2 separate regions of the Mus musculus genome follow, and region 1 is linked to region 2. Evidence: chromatin contacts called from public HiChIP or PLAC-seq data. All regions are on one chromosome and are shown on one strand. The core of a region is the stretch at or near the end of the contact, and the rest is flanking DNA. Distances in the headings are between cores, read along the strand shown.

Evidence for each region. HiChIP or PLAC-seq counts read pairs in DNA pulled down with a chosen protein or histone mark.
Region 1: an H3K27ac HiChIP or PLAC-seq map of VIP interneurons shows a contact between it and region 2, with 6 times the contacts expected there. The contact joins two enhancer-like sites. A contact is called at or near these places in 1 of 39 promoter capture datasets (hippocampal neurons), 1 of 484 Hi-C or Micro-C datasets (embryonic stem cells), 2 of 115 datasets of contacts at active chromatin or transcription factors (VIP interneurons and embryonic stem cells) and 1 of 9 other capture datasets (embryonic stem cells).

Annotation. Positions count from the first base shown.
Region 1 is chr5:141,618,555-141,625,428 of GRCm38.p6, forward strand. All of the region lies in intron 4 of Sdk1 (sidekick cell adhesion molecule 1), which reads left to right. Among named protein-coding and RNA genes, the nearest start is that of Gm24131, 56 kb to the left of the region's middle. Within about 2 kb of position 1,522, at least 1 of the 459 cell types and tissues checked has an H3K27ac peak or open chromatin away from gene starts, as enhancers often do. A contact at or near this core is called in VIP interneurons, where this site is marked.
Region 2 is chr5:141,086,281-141,093,322 of GRCm38.p6, forward strand. No RefSeq gene overlaps it. Among named protein-coding and RNA genes, the nearest start is that of Gm38730, 25 kb to the left of the region's middle. Within about 2 kb of position 5,586, at least 1 of the 459 cell types and tissues checked has an H3K27ac peak or open chromatin away from gene starts, as enhancers often do. A contact at or near this core is called in VIP interneurons, where this site is marked.

The DNA.
Region 1 (6,874 bases), core at 272-2,771, 530 kb after region 2:
GCATCCATTAACTTATTACCATTTCATTTCCGCTGCTCCAAGAAAGATCTGTTGAAATTAGCACTTGTGTTGGGAGCCACAACTCAGTGCTCGCATGAAGTAGATCTGGTTGTAATAATATTTTTATAGTTAACCGAGCTTTCAAAATAATGTGCTTTAAAAATTTTTATATTATGTTTTATGGGCATTTTGTGACTGTTTATAGAACATATCTATACTTGTGAAGTGAGCCTTACTTAGCATGAGTCAAGCTGGCTAGAATATGGGGGCGCCAGCCCAGGTTCTAGTCTTGAGCAACTTACTTTTCTCCACTTTACCCCACTGGTTCTTGTTCTTAAAACTTAGGAGAGTACAAGGGAAGTGTTTATAAGTCCATTTTCTGTGCTTATATTTGGCGGTGTTGATAGGAAGACTGGAGCCCACGGCCACACCCACTGCCTCTCTCTGCACCTCCCTCCTGTCTTTCTCCTTCTCTTTGTCCCCCTCTCCCTCTTAGCTCTGCTCTTCCCTTCCCTGAGTTCTTAGATACTGAATACCTGCCCAATGCTGAGCACCAGTCTGGTAGGTCAGCGCCAAGAGGAGAGCAAGGCATCAAACGTGCTGCCATTAGTAAGGCGGGCAATGTTCTCACGTGGGAGCAGCATGTAGGAAGGGATGCTAAGGGTGCCCTGACCAAGGAGGGACAATGGAGCTCTGGTCCAGGGAGAGGGCTCCTTGGAATTGAGTATTAATATTTGGGGAGATTCCCTCAGTTGATTATGTGCTTGCTTTGCAAACATGAGGACCAGGGTTCAATTCCCAGAATGCACCTTAAAAACATAAAATAAAAACAAGGCTTGTATCCCTGTGCTGTGAAGGTAGAGACTGGAAGACTCCTGGAGGTCACTGACTGGTCAGCCTAGCCTGCTTGGAGAACTCCAGGCCAGTGAGAAACCCTGACCCAAAGAGCAAGGTAGACAGCTCTTGAGGAACTACACCAAACACAACAAAAATTGTCTGTTGGTCCACACACACCATGCATGCATGAATGTACATCCATTTGTGTACACACACACACACACACACACACACACACACTTATTCAAATAAATGTCAGACACTTTTGAGTTATAATTTGGCTAATATAAAGTACATAGATTTTCAGCCCATGGGTGGGTGAATTTTTGCAACTGTGCCCACCGATTTATTCTCCCCTGTTCAAGTGGAGCAAGCGCCTCGTGCCTTCTCCTCTAGCTCCCCTTCCCAACTAATCTAATTACCATAGACTGCTGATTGTTTCTTATTCTAGACTTTCATATAAATGGAATCATTGAATATGAAATCCTTTGTGTCTGGCTTCATTCATTCAACCTAATTTCTATGATAGTCTCAATATGACATTTAATAATAATAATAATTAGCAATTTTGGAGTTGCCAGGCAGTGTTTTAAGTGTTTTATTTATAATGAGTCATTTAATCCTCACAGCGGCCAGTGAGTGAGGACTGCGATTATCCCAAATTTACTGGTGAGAAGGAAGGCGGGCAGAGGCCAACAGCCAGGCAACGCTGGCACTGTTGGATCGCAGAGTCCCCCACTCTGTGCTGTGCTGGCTCTCAGGATGATGTCTGCAGCTGAGGAGCACCAGCCATGCACAGACCCAAAGGATGGATGCTCGGATGCAGGGAGTAGCTTGATGTGTTTGCGAAAATGCCAGTTATGAGGAAGGAACAGGCAGAGGTAGAGAGGAGACCCCCACGGAAATCCTACAGACCCCAGAATCTGAAAATAAGTAATAATTTCATTATGTATCCAATATAAAGTCCTTAGAAGAGGAACACTCCTTTGTTTTGAAAAAAAATGAATGTGGCAAAATCTATATAACATGAAATTTAGTATTTTAACCACTTTTTGTTCATGTGCCTTTATATGGTATATGTGTATCTGATGTATGTGCACATGTGTGAGGATACATGGGTAGCAGCCAAGGAGGATGCTGTGAATCCTATCACTCTCTGCTTATTCCCTTATTTCCAGCATCTCGCACTGAGCATGGAGCTAGGCTGACAGCTAGCAAAGCTGCAGCAATCTTCCTGCCTCCACCCCCACCAGCACTGAGGTGGTTACAGTTGTTCCTGTGGCCTTGCCCAGCTTTTTTCCATAGGTGCTGAGATTTTTCTGCTTCATGGTATTGTCACGGTGTGAATGGTTGGGTTGCTATTGTAGTGTGTGAGTGTTGTGTGAATACACCAGCTTCTGTATGATTGACACTCTGTCGATAGATATCTGGGTTGTATCCGGATTGGGGCCATTATGAGTACAGCCACTGTGAGCACTCTTGCATGAGGTTTTCTGTGAATGGGAGACTCACTTTTTCTGGAGCAGACACCCCAGAGCTAGTTGCGTGTTCCGTTTTTGGTTTTGTTGTTAAGGTGACAGCAGCCTCTCTCGCAGCCTGACTGTTCCATTTCATATTGACACCAGTGGTGTGTGCACAGTTACTTTCGCTGCTCCCCCTCTGACACCACAGCACATGCAGACTTACTTAATCTGCTGGTGTACAGTGTTGCTTCCGTTTTAGGTTTACTTTGTCCATTCTGAGAAATGTCTGATGGTGTCTCATTGGTGGTTTTTCTCTCCTCACTGAGCTTTTAATTTTCGTCTCCCTCAGTGGTGAGTGATGTTGAACACCCCTTCATGTGCTAATTAAAAAAAAAAAGCCAAACTCCTTGCAGTGCAAAATGTTTTCATTTATTTTAAAAGTCAACCGAAGGAGTGGAAAAGTAGCCTCTATGCAGCTAAGCTGAGAGAGATGATTGTTCTGGTAAATCTGAGGCAAACACTCAGATTAAGTGCAGAGATACAACTATGGAAACTGTGTAAGGGAGCTTGTATGAGATAGAAAGGTGGGGGTGCTCAGTCAATGTGTAGGAAATTCCAGAGGGAACAGAGAGTGAGGGTGACCTTGGGAGAGATCGCCACAGTGATCATTCCCGGAACGAATGCCCTTCAGAGTCAAAATGTCAAATAAGCTTCAAGAGGGAGCCATGCGAGTCAGCCTGGGCATAGCCTGGGTTAGCTGCCGAGCTTCAGAGCCAGAGGTCTTACAAGCAGCCCTATTTGGAATAGAGCCACTATGAGAAGCAAACTGCTCACGGTAACAGAGGAGACAAGGGCTAACACTTCCAGGGGCCAACTGACTCTGTGATGCGATAGCTCTGTGGAGTGACAAGCAGCCTTCACAGGTAAGGGGCAGGGGGGATGTCTTAAAGACATGACGTTGCCCAAAGACTTAAGACCAAGTGTGAGGATGAATACTGAACTTGAAGGAAGTATGCCATCAGAAATGTCTGTCTTACCTTTAATATTGTCTCTAAGCTAGAAAATGGATAATCATTTAAAGTACATATGTAACGATGCAGTGAGGATAGCAAGTTGAGATGACTTTGGGGCCCTTTATTGTGAATGCTTCAGAGAGCAACAGGTATCCACAGTGGGTACAGCCAAGGCAGGGGACTTGGTCATTTTGTTTTGATGTAGTGTGGTATATGTGTGCTGTGATGTATGCAGAGACATGCATACATGTGTGCTGGATGTCCTGCTTTGTCAGTCTCTGTTTTGTTCTCTTGCTTGTTTGTTTGGTTGATTGGTTTCTTTGCTAGGTCCTCCTGTTTCCATCCTCTCTAGTTCTGGGCTTGTGTGCAGTCACACCTGGGGTGGTTGTATTGCTCTCACCCAGCCTGCCTCTTGAGGTCTGTGCTTTAAAACCCTGCTGTGTGGTGAGAGGTGACTGAGATGGCCCCCTGCTGTGTGGTGAGAAGTGACTAAGATAGCCCCTGCTTTGTGTGGTGAGAGGTGGCTGAGATGGCCCCGAGGAGTCTTGTTCTCTTACAGACTGCCGGACAGTGTGGCAGAGGGTTGCCTTATAGACATTGTTGGATCAGATTGTGGGTTCTACCTCAAAGTGGACGGACACATTCTCCAGCGGGAGGTCAGTCTTATCCCAAGGTGCATAGGGAATAATGGAGGGTGCTAGTGACTCCTTGTGGCGAGGCTCCTGCTCAGCTGATGTGGCAGGCCACACTCAGGCAGCCATCCCTATGCAAACCAGTCAGCATGGGGAGGGGTGCTCTTCAATGGCTTGGTTCCGTTTGAGTTGGCAATGTAGTGTTTAACTTTAATGACAAGAGTTTAATATTCTATGTAGCGATTTTTCATTTGGAGTAAAATGCCACTTCATTTTACGGGAGCAGATCTACTGACAATAATGCATTTCTTTACAAATATTAGCCTATTATACATCTTAAGTCACTTGCACGTAATTGCATTTCACCAACTCCACATAATACTTTAATTAAAACTAGGATAATTAAAATACAGTTTTAATGAGCAATAAATTCCAGTTGCCAAGCCTAGAATGTATTAGTTGAATCACACCTTTCTCTTTTTGAGCTCTTAAATTTGTGTCTGCATTATGTTTTGACATGCCGACAATCATAAGCAAGAGACCCTTTTAAATGCATATGATAGTATATTCTAGGAAATAATGCTTCTTTATGGCTGTCTTATTTTGTGTATACTCCTTACATATCATTGCTTATTTATGCCAACTCTAATCCCTTGAGGCAAGGAAAAGTTTTCCTTTGTCTTTGAAGACTCAACAACTTACCATAGTGACTGGTCATTCTAAGCAGTGAGCATTCATTTTCAGGAACAAGGTTTTTTTTTTGTTGTTGTTGTTGTTTGGTTGGTTGGTTTTTTGAGTTAATAAAGAGTAGCAGGTGGCAACTTCTGTCTTAGGGTTTCATTGCAAAGAGATACCATGACCATGGCAACTCTTATGAGGACAACATTTAATTGGGGCTGGCAGAGGTTCAGTGCATTATCAGGATGGCAGCATGGCAGTATCCAGGCGGACATGGTGCTGAAGGAGCTGAGAGCTCTACATCTTGATTGGAAGGCAGCTAGAAAGAATCTTCCCCAGGCAGCCAGGAGGAGGCTCTCTCTTCTGCGCTGGGTACAGCTTGAGCACTAGGAACCCTCAAAACCTGCCCCATGGGGACATACTTCCTACAACAAGGCCACATCTCCTAATAGTGCCACTTCCATGGGCCAAGCATATTCAAACCACCACAGATGTGTGATAGCTAGTATTCATTGTCAAGCTGATAGAATCTAGAATCTCCTTGGTGATGGATCTCTGGGCAAGCCTATGGGGTATAATCTTATTTTGTTATGGGAAGAAATTTCTTAATTATAGGAGAGATAGCTCCTTGGGTGGGGCTTTCTGATATGCATAAAATAGGAGATGTGAGCTAAGTGTTTATTCATCTTTCTCTGCTTCTTGCCTATGGATGTGATGTGACAAGCTCCCCCAATCTCTTGCTACTGTGGCTTCTTGTACCATGTTAGACTATAATCTGAACAGGGAGCCAAAACAAACTCCTCCCCTTTAAGAACACTGACTGTTCTTCCAGAGGTCCTGAGTTCAATTCCCAGCAACCACATGGTGGCTCACAACCATCTGTAATGAGATCCAATGCCCTCTTCTGGAGAATGCCTGAAGACAGCTACAGTGTATGCATATAAATAAAAATAAATAAGCCTTAAAAAAAAAAAAAAGAAGTAAAGAACCTAAGGAAGACTGGGACACAGAGCACTAGTGTCTTAGTTGCTGTTACTGCTGTGAAGAGATGCCATGACATGACCAAGGCAACTCTTATAAAAGAAAACATTTAATTGGGGGATTGTTTACAGTGTTAGAGGGTAGTCCATGATTATCATGGCAGGAAGCAGACAGACAGACATGGTGCTGGAGCAGTAGCTGAGAGCTTTACAGCCTAGTCCACAGTTGGCATGCAGAGAGAGAAACTGCTTGGCATAGGCTTTTAAAATCTCAAAGCCCACACAGTGATGTGCCTCAAAGAGGCCACACCTACTTCAGCAAAGCCCCACCTCCCAATCCTTTCCAAACAGTTCTACTAACTGAGGACCAAAAATGTAAACATATGAACCTTTGGGAAAGGAATTCTCATCCAAACCACCACACACAATTCACACAAGCATCCAGTCAGCTCCTCACAATCTCATTTGGAAATATTTGTTTGTAGGTATTTTCTGCATGATCAAATTTCAACCCTAGGTTTGTAGCACCTTATAATGTAGACTATGGGAGTTCTGTCCCCTCCCCTTTTATCCCAGACACAATGTCTTTGGAAAGTCCAATCCAGTCTTCATATTGGCTAGGTAATTAGGGAAGCATGGTGATTATGGGATGCACGTGCAGGTAACTCTGTGTCTCATTTTGGAACATCAATATCTAATCATGCTTATGTCACCAGTGGAAAGTTAAACCTTGAAGGTCCAAGTTTCCTAGGTGGTATGTGGGCCTCAACCTTGGCAGAGGGAAGATAGCTAGAGGAAGTGATGGGGGAAGAATTTGTAAGCTGTCTCAGCTGAATCCAGATCAAGATTGACCCTTCATCACAGCTTCTGGCTATTGAGCATTTCCTATGCATATCCAAACCAGTCTGAACTTAATCTTTGAGGATGCTATATCATAGAGAAAGATGTCCTCATCTGGTCTTAGCCCATGGTCTTTGAACAGAAACCTTGGCTAACCACCTAAATTCTACCAGTTTTACTCAGAGCTCAAGAAGAACAATATGATGTATGTCCCATACCAGGGAATTGGTCCTCTTTGGGGTTCAGGGTTCCTTAGATGGCACAGAAGGCAGCAAGGCATATGAAAGGTATACACAGTGGGTTAGCTGAAAGAGCTGCTTCTATTGGCATCCTGTGCACAGGATGGGAGTCCAGTGGGGAAAGATCTTAGAAGTGAAAGCTTCAGTCTGGGAGGGGAGGGGAAGGAGATTGGAAGGGAGAAGGAAAGAGGT
Region 2 (7,042 bases), core at 4,336-6,835:
AGTGAGCTTGCTAGGACTACATACAGGAGCATTTAGGACTAAGAGGCAGCTGCATCACCAAAAAAATTCACCCCAGCACACACATAAACACACACACACACACACACACACGTATATATACACAAATATACATGTACACACACAAATACAAGCATATAAATATGTATACACAAATATACATGCACACACAAACACAAATATGTACACATACATGCACAAATATGCACATAGACAAACAAATATACATATACACACATATACAAATATACATTTATATACAAACAGGCACAAATATACCTATACACAAAATATACTATATGCATAAAATATATACATACACAGATATACATATACACACAAAATGCATGTACACAAATACATATACATACATAAACATACACACAAACACACACAAATATACACACATATATACAAATATATATATACACACAAAACCTCAAATGTACACATTAAAAATATACATTTACACACAAACACACATAAATATACATATAAACCAATATACATATATGCACAAATATACATATATACACACAAGCACACATGTAAAATACATGTATACAAACACATATATACACACATACACAATACACACATGCAAAATACATATACATATATACACACATACATACACATATACACATTTACACAAACATACATGTTTTAGGTATGAAAGAAACAAGGCTTTAAAATATGTAGGTTGTTGTTGGTGAAGATGTAGCAGGATCTGTTTGGAGGCTTGATCAGGAAGTTGAGACTGCCTCTCTATCAGCTGCTTGCTGGGCAACAGCTATCTAAGAAGGGGTGTGGACTCAGGGTGCTTAACTACTTTTAGTTGCTATGGCAAAACACCATGACCTAAAGAGACCTGAGGAAGAAAAAGTTTATTTGGGCTTATGGCTTCGAGAGAGAGTCTTTAATGGCAGGGAGGCACAGCAGTAGATGGCATGAGTGGATTGCTTTCTGTCACACAGGAAGCTGAGAGTGAACTCTAAATGGCATGAGGCTCTAAACACTTCAGGTCTGCCTCCTCCAGCAAGGATGTACGTCCTACAGGTTGCCTAACCTCACCCAAAACAACACTGCCAGCCATGACCAAGTATCCAATACAGGAGCCATGGGGGGCATTTCTCAGTCAGCCTCTGCAGGTGCCATGGGTTGCCAAGGGGCTCATAGGTGAAGGCTTCTTACCCATTGTACCACCCCCAACTGGGGCAGCAGGGTCTCACAGAGGGCCACTGGGGTCGCCCACTGCTCACTGTGGCCCACCTCCTCCCTTAACAAGAGGCAGCTTCAGCCCAGATTGCCATTATTGAAACTTCCCTTGTTTGCTTTTCCTCGAAACATCAGGGTTTTTTTTTTTTTTTTTTTTTTTTTTTGCATTCATTCTCCGTCTTTAGCATATCGCTTTCCCATTTGCTTTTATTACAGGGTATGCTAATTGCTGTAGAGGAGGAAGACATTACATGGAGTGTGTACACACACATCCTCTAGTGGGTTCATTAAGTGTTAAATAATTAGGTTATTGGTGTTTTAAATGCTCTGTTATGCAAAAAAGAAATACTTTGTGGATAGTTAGACGGATGTTAGAGAGAGTGTTAGTGATTTTAGGAAATTGCTGGGAATTTTGAAAGAACTGGGAACATAGTATGGGATCTTCCCACTTAAAAGGTGCAACATAGATATAGAGGCAGGAGGATAATAATTTATAGTAATAATTTCTAGGCCAACCTTGGCTTCAGAGGAAAATCCTGTCTTGAAAATTTGAGAACTGGAGATGTAGCTCAGTGGTTGGACACCTGTCAAGAACAGTACAGCAAGGGGCTGGGGTGGGGCTCAGTGGTAGAGCCCCTGCCTAGAATCCCCCAGTGAGGGGCTGGGGGGCGTGGCTCAGTGGTAGAGCCCCTGCCTAGAATCCCCCAGTGAGGGGCTGGGGGGCGTGGCTCAGTGGTAGAGCCCCTGCCTAGAATCCCCCAGTGAGGGGCTGGGGGGCGTGGCTCAGTGGTAGAGCCCCTGCCTAGAATCCCCCAGTGAGGGGCTGGGGGGCGTGGCTCAGTGGTAGAGCCCCTGCCTAGAATCCCCCAGGGAGGGGCTGGGGGCGTGGCTCAGTGGTAGAGCACCTGCCTAGAATCCCCCAGTGAGGGGCTGGGGGCGGGGCTCAGTGGTAGAGCCCCTGCCTAGAATCCCCCAGTGAGGGGCTGGGGGCGGGGCTCAGTGGTAGAGCCCCTGCCTAGAATCCCCCAGTGAGGGGCTGGGGGCGTGGCTCAGTGGTAGAGCCCCTGCCTAGAATCCCCCAGTGAGGGGCTGGGGGCGTGGCTCAGTGGTAGACCACTTGCCTTGCATGCGCATGGCCTGAAGTTTAATCTCTAGGAGAACCTTACCACCACAACCAAGATGGAAAATAGTTTTTCATATTGGTTTATCTCTGTGCTGCAGAATTTTTCTTTGCTCTTTTAAATGGCTACATAATATTTCATGGCATGGATGAATCAAAAAGTCAATGATTGAGTCCAGAATGAATCCTGTCACTTAGTCTCCTGAGGAAACCTTGCTTTCTCTCTATCCTCCGCCCCAGCAGTAAACAACCCTAAAACATCACTGAAGCCTGTCTATGATTTCCTGTCAAATTGCTACAGGGCTGTAAGGACTCCTTTCTCCTAGTCCCACAGATTGTAGCAATATATACAGGAAACAGCTCCCATCTGAGCATGCTGTGTGTCCTTGAGTTTATACTAGTACAAGTAAGATTGCCTGTAGTGGGGTGGCTTGTTCAAAGGATACACATTTAAAATTTCAATAGATATTTTAAAGGTTAATTTGGCTAAAAGGTCACAACAATTCACACCCAAGACCCAGATGACAGAGAATCTGGCTTCCCACAGTCTGGCTAGCACCAGAAGGTTTCAGCACTTGCAATCAACAATGAAAGATGGCAATCCCATCATTAGCATCAGTTTTACTTCCCAGGCTGCTTGTGTGACTGAGCCCCTCTGCCAAGCTTGCTAGGTCATTCTGATGATCGTCTGTGAACTGTCTGCTTGTCTTTTCAGATGCTCTGACCCGACGCCTCTATTGACCTGAGACCTCTATTTTCCCATTCATGAAATGGGGACAATAGTAAGGTTTATGAATATTTAATAATTCAAAGAACACTGTATCTAATAGCAGTGGGTACACTGTAATCCCAATAACTCACGGATAGAGGGAGAAGGATCCTGAGTTTAAGACCAGCCTTGGCTACATAGCAAGAATCTTTCGCAAAACAAGAAAACTTTTGAAGCCATCATTATTTTGACATACTGGGTGCCAGTATGGGTCAAATGTGTTAATCACTTAAGTTCCCAACCTCCTAATGCTGCAATCTTTTAATACAGTTAGTTCCTCATGTTGCGGGGACCCCCCCCCCCACATAAGATTATGCTATTGCTACTTCATAATTGTAATTTTGCTACTTTTTGAATCATAATGTTATCATCTAACATACAGGGTATCATATATGACCCACAGGTTGAAAACCTCTGACTTAGGACTTTTTTATTTGTTTGTTTTTTGAATGTGTCTTCCATACAGTAAGTAGCCTTGGGAAGAAAAGGTTCATATTAAGGTGAGAGAAAGATCTTATGGGCTGGATGATGTCAGGAGCCAGTGGCAATGAGAATTAGCATAGGCAACAACAGTCGTCAAGAACTGAGATCAGGGGTGGAGAGTTAGCTCAGCACTCAAGAGCACTTGCTGCTCTTCCAGAGGGCCAGAGTTCAACCCTAGGAGGCATGTTAAAAGGACAGGCGTGCTGGTTTGCACACTAGAACACCCAGCACCGGGCTGGAAGTGACAGGAGGGTGTCTGGAGCTGGCTGGCCAGCAGAAGACTGCTTCAGAAGACAGGTGGATGGTGTCTGCAGGAATGGCACCTGAGGTTGACCTTAGGCCACCAAGGACAGGCACCAGCATGCACATGTGGTCACCTTCCAGCCACACACAAAAGAACTAAGGCTGGGGATTGAAATTTGGGGGATTGGCAGGGGCAGGTGTAGGGTCAGGGCCAGGAACTTGGAGTTGCACAGACCGTGCACAGGAATGGGCCACCTTGTGTGTTTCAGTGAAATGGTGTAGCAATATTTTTATATATAAGTTCCAGTGCTGGGTTCCTGTTTAGTTCCCTAATGTTTAGTGTTCTTGAATGAAAGACACACACACACACACACACACACACACACACACACACACACACACAGCCTCTATATTTTGATACGCCTTAATCAGCTCAATGGCTGGGCCACTTCCTAACCTCCACGTGGTTAATCCACCTCTGCTGATAATCCGGAGTTATTACTTACTAAATCTTATATTCTATCTTGGCTGCTCTGGACCCAGTAGGCAGTCCTCTTGGGCTGCTCTACCCCAGCTCCTCACATAGTTACCATGCCTCTCTGTCCTGTACCCTCCTCAGGCATGGTGGATCTCTTCCTCCTTCTCACTCTCCAGGCATGGCAAATCTCCTTCTTCCTTCCCTTTCTCCATCCCAATCTAGAACATTTCTTGAGTCCCCCCCCCCCCTTTGTCTGCCCTGCCCAGCCATTGGCTGCTGGCATCTTTATTTACCAATCAGAACCAACTGGGGGGCAGGGACCCTCAGCGTCTTAAGTGCAGTCTTAAGTGTGAGCAGTTTTGGGGAACATAATTAGTATTTGTAATACAAGCAGCTACAAAGAGGGAGCAATGATTTACCTGCACCTCAGTATTCAGAGGGTCTCACCAACCTGCCCACGGTCACACAGGACAAAAGCGGCAAGATGTAGAATGCGACCCAAAAAATATGACCTTAGTCCCTGGAGGCTCCTTTGTCCCATCTCTTTTGTCATGTGTGTTTCCATGTGTGCATGTTTATGTATGTATGAGTGTGTATGTACTCACATGTGGAGATATGGAAGCCAGGGATCAATGTCAGGTATCATTCCTCAGATAGTGTTCACCTTGTTTTCTGAGACAGAGGCTCTCACTGCCTTAGAAGCTCAGTTCTCCAAGTGTACTGGAGTGGCTGGGCAGGGAGCCCACCACCACCCCCCCACCCCCCGCCGCCAGTACTGTACTCCCTAAGTACATACCACCACTTTGACACGTGTTCTGGGGATCCCAGCTCAGCTCCCCATGTTTGTGTAGCCCACTGAACCGTCTGTCTCCATAGCCCCATGCCCCTCCACTCCCCTTGGTTTGCTTGGCTGAGTTTTGAGACCAGTCTTGTGGAGCCCAGCCTGTCTTGAAACTTACTCTGTAGCCCAGGCTAGATCCTGCTGTACCTGACTTCACATGGCAAATGCAGGGGTTATAAGGAGGAATTCTACATGCCCCAGTCTTTGTTAGAAACGGAACCAAACTGCTTTCCAGGTGGGCTCTGCCCTTATGAGAAACCCACCACTCTGTCAGGTGTGAGACCCAGCGTTCGCCATCTCTCGATTTCTCTGCTGAGTTTCAGGAAGAAAGCGGGAAGCTTCCCAAAGCTATTGTGTGTCCTGCGTTTCCCTCTGAAGCAGGAGTCGCATGCATTACCACGCCAATTATGGCAGAAATGAACCAAAGTGCCAAGTTTCAGCAGGAAGCCATTCATCTGCAGGTGCCTGTCATTAGGGGAGCTGGGGACGCTGGACGTTTGTGGGCGCAGCCGGTTCTAACTTTGTGTTCAGAAACAAACAATGTGGGCTTCTCTCTTGCTGTCACTCATGCTAACGCTAATGCGTACGTGTCTATCTCAATGTTGTAATCTGGTATAACTATTTTAAATAAATCAGTAACACCTTCCCTCGGCAGCAGAATAGAAATGAACTTTTCCCTGTGAAAATAAAATAAGAATTTTATTTATTATTATTATTTTTATCGAGACTGGCAAAACTCTTGAAAAGCAGCCATAAAAGGTGATTGGTTGCCTCTCTTCTTTCTTTCTGTCCATTTTCTTCCATTCTTTCTTTTTGAGTATAAACAATTCACCTCTCATATCCAGCCCTGAACAGGAATTGAACAAATAAACAGAATACGGTAGGATTGCGTAGCTCTGCCTTAGAAAGCCCCATTCATGGGGCTGACGAGATGGCTGAGTGAGAAAGCATTCGGTGTGCAAGCAGGAGGACCTGGATCTCCAGCATCTGAATACAAAATTAGGCATGAGGAGGTGGAGGCAGGGGGACTCCCTGGCCGGCCAGCTTAGCTGATGTGGCAGAGAAGTACCATGGTCAGTGAGAAACTCTGTTTCAGCAATATGGAAATCGACAGAGACAGAAGACATCAACCTGTGGCCTCTACTTGTGTATACATGGGCAAGCAAATCCACATAGGCACATGTACACACATGTTCACAAACACACACCACACAGAGGTATATACGATTTAAAAATTTTCAATTTTAAGAAAGAAGCTAGAATCTAGTCTGTCAGGCTGGAGGACCTGGTTGATTATGAATGGAACAGGAGGGGTCAAGTGCCTGGAAGTTATTTTTCCTTGTGGACAGTGGTTATGCACATAGGAACGTGTGCATGTGTGTGACACATGTGCATTGTAAGGTTTTGATGTAGCATCTGCATCAATCAGCACCAAGTCAGGAATGTTTCCACCACAGGAAATCGGATCTGACATCTCAGTCTTGAGCTAGAGAGATCCCTGTCTTTTCTCACCTGCCTGGGTTCTAGAGCTTTTCTGTGCCTTGCCCGTGAATCGTGCATGAATATCTGAACATATCTTGAATGACCAGGCAGGACACTAGGGGAGTCTGTTCCACAGCCTACAATTTGATAAACAGACCCCACACAAACTGGTTATTCTAATGTAGGGGGAGTTGACCCATGCAAAACAATTCAGCATCTTCAAAGACAGAGAAGGTTGGATATGTATTTCAGCTTAGAGACCTGTCTAGAGTCCCCCAGTGAGGGGCTGGGGTGTGGCTCAGTGGTAGAACCCCTGCCTAGAATCCCCCAGTGAGGGGCTGGGGTGTGGCTCAGTGGTAGAGCCCCTGCCTAGAATCCCCCAGTGAGGGG